Regions from separate parts of the Macaca mulatta genome. Here region 1 is linked to region 2. Evidence: chromatin contacts called from public Hi-C data. All regions are on one chromosome and are shown on one strand. The core of a region is the stretch at or near the end of the contact, and the rest is flanking DNA. Distances in the headings are between cores, read along the strand shown. Region 1 holds the start of PYM1 (PYM homolog 1, exon junction complex associated factor). Region 2 holds the start of DNAJC14 (DnaJ heat shock protein family (Hsp40) member C14).

The links. Hi-C and Micro-C count contacts between places; a contact is called where the count stands out from the background.
Region 1: a Hi-C map of fetal cortex germinal zone shows a contact between it and region 2, with 3 times the contacts expected there. The contact joins the promoter of PYM1 here to the promoter of DNAJC14 in region 2. A contact is called at or near these places in 3 of 14 Hi-C or Micro-C datasets (cortical neurons, fetal cortex germinal zone and fetal cortical plate).

Annotation. Positions count from the first base shown.
Region 1 is chr11:63,071,861-63,075,173 of T2T-MMU8v2.0, reverse strand. PYM1 (PYM homolog 1, exon junction complex associated factor) reads left to right here and starts at 1,794. Exons shown (of 3, transcript NM_001257874.1): 1 at 1,794-1,834. The coding sequence starts at 1,801.
Region 2 is chr11:62,984,109-62,987,323 of T2T-MMU8v2.0, reverse strand. It overlaps DNAJC14 (DnaJ heat shock protein family (Hsp40) member C14), which reads left to right and starts at 1,692. Exons shown (of 7, transcript XM_015151920.3): 1 at 1,692-1,794. LOC707807 reads right to left here and starts at 2,768. Exons shown (of 6, transcript XM_077953097.1): 1 at 2,080-2,768; 2 at 1,108-1,327; 3 at 121-376. The coding sequence starts at 2,768.

The DNA.
Region 1 (3,313 bases), core at 545-3,044, 88 kb before region 2:
TCGAACTCCTGACCTCCAGTGATCCGCCCACCTCGGCCTCCCAAAGTGCTGGGATTACAGGCATGAGCCACCGCGCCCCGCCTGGAAATACTTTTTAAATGAGCTCCCGCTCCCCACCCCTAGACATTCTGAATTGGCCTCTAGTGGAAGTCAAGGAGATGGAGGATGGGAAGGAAGGCAAGCTGCAGCCCCCAGAAAACTTCTGAGGCCTAATTTGTCTTATAAAGGTCCTAGACGGAGTCTCACTCTGTCCTCCAGGCTGGAGTGCAGTGGCGCGATCTCGGCTCACTGCAACCTCCGCCTCCTGGGTTCAAGAAATTCTCTGCCTCAGCCTCCCGAGTAGCTGAGATTACAGGCGCCCGCCACCATGCCCGGCTAATATTTTGTATTTTTAGTAGAGACGGGGGTTCACCGTCTTGGCCAGGTTGGTCTTGAACTCCTGACCTCGTGATCCACCCGCCTTGGCCTCCCAAAGTGCTGGGATTACAGGCCTGAGCCACCGTGCCCGGCTTTAGTTTTGTTTTTTAAATGGGACATGCTGCCTAGTGTAAGAGGTAATCACCAATATTTACCTCCTCCCTCCTTCCTGGTTCCAGGGGTACTGCTGGATATTAAACTAAGTCAAAGTGGGGACATATGGAGGAAGGTAAAAGGATTGATAAGGAAAAAGCTATATAAGGGTGGAGCAGGGCAGAGTTGACACCTGAGGAGAAGAACCTGCAGTCGGGCCCCTCCCAGGCTGTAGGGGAAACAAGTTTAACAGAACTTAGCCCTGAAGGAACAACAGTTGCTGAAATGGGCGGCGGAGGAAAGAGCATTTGGGTTCGTCTGAATAGGGAGGTACGGGGCAGGGGAGGACTACAAATGGAGTGACCCTGCGGGACCGGATTATTGACGAGCTGCCCCGCTTTAGATCCTCAGCGGTTGGACGAGTTTAATTAGAATACTAGGTAGGTCCGCCCAGAAGCCTTTACCCTGCCCTCTGACCCTAGGGCCCAATCCAAGGAGGCACTCAGGGTTAGGAGGTCTGGGAGAGAAGCAAGTAGGGCCCTCATCACTTCGCCGCCGAATCTCCGGCGCCGCCCAGCGGGGCAGAGCCAGGCCAGGGCCGCCCGCCCAACCTGGCCAGCTGCCTCTTCAGCCATGGAAGCTGCCGGCAACCCTGCGGCTACGGAGACAGGTGACCGACCCGTGGCGCTCTCCGCCTTGCACGCCCCTCCCGCGGGTCTCTGGAGGTTGAGTGGGGCGGCCGACAGCAATCGGCACGCGAATTCGACCTCCCCACCTTCTTAGAGAGGGTTACATGGGGTCTTCCAACCGTCCCCAGAAACACTTGTGCGCCCCAGTGCGTTCCTGGAGTTTGTCTGCTCCACGTCACCAAGCTGCTCTCAGGTCTGGGTGCAGGCCAAAGCCTGGATAGTCTTCCTTTCTTCATTTATAAGGCCCCCTTTTTGGGTGCAGGTGGGCCCTACGCCCTTTTCCCTCGCAGGTCGTGGACATACGAGGAGTTCCTGGGATGAGAGGGACTGTGCCTCGGAACTTCTCTTGGCTCCCCGAGGACTGTTTTACAGGCAGCAAGCGCTCAATAATGGTATCGGTGGCAGTAAAAGAGCCCACGGCTTTATTTTATTAACTATTTCAGCTTCTCCCCTCTTCCTCCTCCTCCACCTCCGCCCATGAAATGGTGCACTCTCCCTTTAAGACTAAGATGGTGGCTTGCTACGATCGGGACTCCACTTCCGGTGGGGAGGGGGGCGGGACCCCAGCCCGCTCACGCCGGAAGTGGTTTGCGTTTTCAAGATGGCGACTCCCTATGTTACTGACGAGACCGGCGGTGAGTGCGGGAGGCGCGGAGCCGCTTCTCCCCGGGCTCTCGGGGCAGGGGTTCGGACTTGGAAAGGGGTCTGTGCCCCGCCCATCCCGGGGCCCCTCCTTTGCCCCGCCCCCCGGACCGCCTTCCCCATTCATTCTCTCCTGCGGGGTGTCTCCTGCGCCCCCTTCTGGTCTCGTGTTTGGGGGTCTCTGCTTCCGGTCACCCAAACCCTGGGGTCCTTCAGTGCTGGTCCCTGCTTCAGGACCCTCACGGGCCCTTAGCTTTTCTCCAGCAGTTGGAGCACTCATATCTCTTATAGGTTTTTCAGCCTTGGGGACTCCTACACTCTCAGTTCCCTCCAATTCCTGCCCTCCTACTTTTCCCCTCCCCCATCTCAGCTATACTTGCTTTCTGCCCTACCTCAGTCCCATTTTCATTATTTTTCTCGAAGCGGTATTTGCTGAAGACCTTCTCGTTTCTACATAGTACTTTTTCCTCTCCCTTATCTTCATCTGTTGGGTCACTGAGGTTTAGAGGTGTGAAGGGAAGAGGACCCTAATATAACTTTCAGCTTGAGTTTTCTCCCTGATGGAGCCACCCTTCGCTATCTTATCCTGTGATGGTGATAGAAATTGAGGGGTCTAAGGTGGGAAGAGGCAAACAGGAAAGTGTCTAGTGGCTTTTCTCCGAAGCCCTTTGACAAGTGAATAAAACCCACTCTTCCTTCTGGCTAAAGAATTTCCAGCCTGGCTGGTCGAGATGCTGAAGTGTCTGCTGTGTATGTGAGGTGTATGTGTTGGAAACGGAGAATCACAGCTTTTATCTTGGTTTTGTCCCTTCCTAATGACCTCATCTTTAGAAAAATATGCGTAGTAGTAATAGCTACTCAATGATGATCAAATAATATATGTGAAAGCAATTTACAAAATGCTGTGCAAGTGCAAAGTGTTTCTGTTTTTGTAGCCCTCATATGTGTAGTCTGTAGAAGCAACACTGTGCCTGTGCCTTGGTACACACGGTCTGTTTTAAAATGTGCCATTTTGCTTCTTGCTCTGCTGCTTTCCATGTTCCTTACACCTCTTCCACCTGTCTTATGGTACCTGATGACAACCCAGGTTGCTGCTACTTCTCCCCAACCTCACAATTTAAAAGTGGTACTACCTCTTTCCTTCTGTTCTCTACCCAGTAGCTCCTTCATGAATTACCAATTTTTAATGTGTGCTTTGAAAATACTACTTATCCAGTATATTTCTCTTTACTCTTAATCATTTTCTTTACCCTGACTCCGTGAAAATCCAGGTATGACATCTCACCCTACCTTGCCACTAAAAGCTGTTTTCTGTTTTTAGTGACTATGTGGAAGAGAAGAAGGAATAAACTGCTTTTTTGTTTTCCTTTACTATGTCCAGATCGTTGATCTACCACTGTCACTAATCCTCATGGAAGGTATTGCCATGCAATTATAGCAGTTTCTGTAAAACTTTAGTGTCATCATTTACT
Region 2 (3,215 bases), core at 443-2,942:
GGAGGTAGGAACCCCTGGCAGGGAGATGAGATGGCTCAGGAGCGAGAAGGAAAGTTGGCATCATCCTTGAGGGTGACAGTCTCGGGTAATGGCCCCCTAGGTCCTTGGCCCTGCCCTCACCGAAGCAGCAGTAGATGATTCCAAAGCAGCAGCAAAGGGCACACACCGGGGCAGGTGCCACTTCAGGATTGTCCTGGGGTTCCAAAACACATCTTGGGTCTGGAGGCTCTGGGAGTTGTTGATTAAAGGGCCTGGGGTTAGATGTCACAGCCAGGGGTGGCAAGACTTCCTCCAGGGCCAAAGAGAAAGTGGTCACAGAGGGGGAGATGTCAGCTCCTCTCATCCATCCATGAATGTCTTTAGGGGATAGGGAAACCTGCAGGGGGGCACGGGACAGAAACTTTGGTGCCCATAAATCTTGAGGATTCTGTACCTCTATTTACTTTAAATAATGGTACCCATTTCAGAAGCCAGTATGACCCTGTTGAGGTAACTGAAGAAATCTATAGGATTGGATTGAGAGGAGTAGGATCTGTCTTTACCACTCTCTGAAACAAGGACACTTAAGTAAAATGTAAAAGGAAATCTTATAAAATAATGAAAATCTTACAAAGTAATGAGCCTTTGCCTGCCCCCACCACCCTGCAGCTCTTCAGGGTGAGGATGGAAGGAACAGGAAGCCCTGGATGTGTGGAGGGAGGGGTGCAGGGACATTATTGCCCTATCTGCGATTGGGACTTAATACTATCCCACGAGATTGGGAAGGGTGAGGTTAATAGAGAGGGGAGAGGGAGGGAGACCAGGACAGTATGAGTCATGGTAGGGTCTCTGGACAGCTCCTCCAGCCACAGGGCAGAAAGAGGGAAAAAACCAGACACCAAGAGTTTGGAAGGAGGAATTAAGTATGAGACACACCCACAGTTTGTCAGGGTTTTAAAGCCTCAGCTTCATGCTGAGATGGAGTTGTTGGAGGAAGGGGCATCCAGCCACAGTCCTAATCCCACAGCCCCTCATGGAATAAGCAAGGATTTTGCCCACAGACATCTCACATCCTGGTAGCCACTCGCACCTCCCCTTAGGATACTGGTGGGAATTTTCCTACCTTACCCTTCCCCCAGCGGTATCAGGGCTGCCAATGGGATTTGAATTCAGATCCTGAAAGGAGAACACCAAGGAGGAGCTGGCATTTCGGGCACTGTGGGAATGAAGTGGCATAAATGCAGGCGCTTTACTTCCTTCAGCTGTCCTTTGGATATCAAGGTCCTTACAGGCTGGAGGGTTGGCTCTCGGAGCTCCTCTCCTCAATCTGCTTGGAAGTCTGGGGACCCTGAACAAGATGGGGGTTGGGGAGGGGATGTTAACTACTCACTACCCTGCCAGGGTTGAGGAGGAGGGGGTGGAAGTGCTTCCCTAGACCCCCAGCTGCATCCCCGCTCGGAGGTCCTAGACGCCGAAGGGTCGGCTGTCGGTCGAGGGCACCCCCAGGGCCACTCTGTTTGTTGCTGCCTAAACTCTTTCAAGTCGCAGCCCAGGCTCTGTGAGCTAAATGCAACTAGCTGGGGGGGGGGGTAGAGAAAGGGGACAGGGCGTGTGTGTTTGTCTGTGTGTGTGTGTGTGTGTGTGTGTGTGTGTGTGTGTGTGCGCGCGCGCGCGCGCCCGAGCGCGCGCGCCCGCGGTGGGTGGAGGGGGGTGACATCACAAGGCAGGCCCCTCCAACTCTTTCCCCTGTGTGTGTGGGGACCCAGGTTGCCTACTACTCTAGTCCAGGACCAGAGACCCCCAACTATATAGCAGGTAAGAGTCTTGAGAGTCACCCCAAGAGTTTTGGAGAAGGGTCTCCGAATACTTAGGAGATGACAACCGGAAGCTCTCAAAGCCCCAATAGGGGTCCCAGCGCCCCCCTAGCTCCAGCTTTGGTTTCTTCCACTTCCCAGAGAATTGGAGTATTGTCTTCTGGAGAGCCGGGTGGTCGGGATCGTGGACCCAGGGAAGGGGCTTTTGCTAGGCTGGGAGAGCCAGCGGGGGGTTCATGGGTGGAAAAACTTTCGGATCAAGACGGGGCCTGGAAGGGGCACTGACAGGAGAGGTATAAGGCTAGAGCCGTGTGCAGAGGAGGGCACCGACGGAACGGGAGTCGGGGGCGCATGTGGACGTCCACCAAATAGCTTGGTATGCAGATAAGATGTCAAGCAGCATGTAGATGAGTTCAGTATTCTTTGGCTCTCGGGTAAGGTTCTGAGCCGAGCTGAGTTACGCTCCCAGTTCCTAGGCACCGCTCGGTGATCGGGCCAGGGGAGCTGCGTCCCAAGGGGAGGATCCAGGTATAAGGGGCAGCTCGCCAGCTGGGTCAAGCGAGGGGGAGGCCGTGGGTTGCTGTGAAAGGAGGGGCAGCGCTGCAGGGCGAGGGTGGGGGCCAGTCCGGGGCACCCTCTCCTCTGCTCCACCTCCGCACCGCAGGATACAAAGGGGCCTCTGTCCTCGCAGCTGCCAGCACGGAAGGGATCAGGGCAGTGACTCTTCTGAGCTCCCCGGTTTGGTCTGCAAGGGAAACAGACTACGTGAGGCTCGGTGGCTGCCCTCCATCTCCCAGGAATACACCCAGAGCAACCCTGAGAGTCTGCCCTTAGTCTGCAGGCATTGGTGCAGAGCCCACTTGCCTTGCTTCCAGCGGTGCAACCTGCGGGAATCCTATTCCCACACGCGGAGGCAGGGGTCTTTAAATGGCGGAGCCAGTACTTCCTTAGGACCGCCTCCTTGGAGTCGACGCAGCACTAGCTGGACTGGCTCGCCTCTCAGCCAACCACTATTTCTTTTCCTTCCCGTCTCTTCCCTGGTGACCCCGGAAGTGGAAGTAGGCCCAGGTCGGCGGCGGCGGCGGGGACGGAAGGCGGAAGCAGAGCGTGAGCGGGAGGCGGAGCCGGGAGAGCGGCTCTCGTAGCTCACCCTGGCCCCAGGCCGGGCGGCTCGAGGGGGAGGAGTTACCGCCGTTCTTCGGTACGTCCGTTTTTTTTTGTTTTTATTTTTTTTGTTTGTTTGCTTGCTTGTTTTTGAGATGGAGTCTCGCTCTGTCGCCCAGGCTGGAGTACAGTGGAACGATGTCGGCTCACTGCAACCTCCACCTTCCGGGTTCAAGCGATTCTTCTGTCTCAGCCTCCCGGGTAGCTGGGACTACAGGTGCGCGCCACCACGCTTGGCTAATTTTTGTATTTTTAATA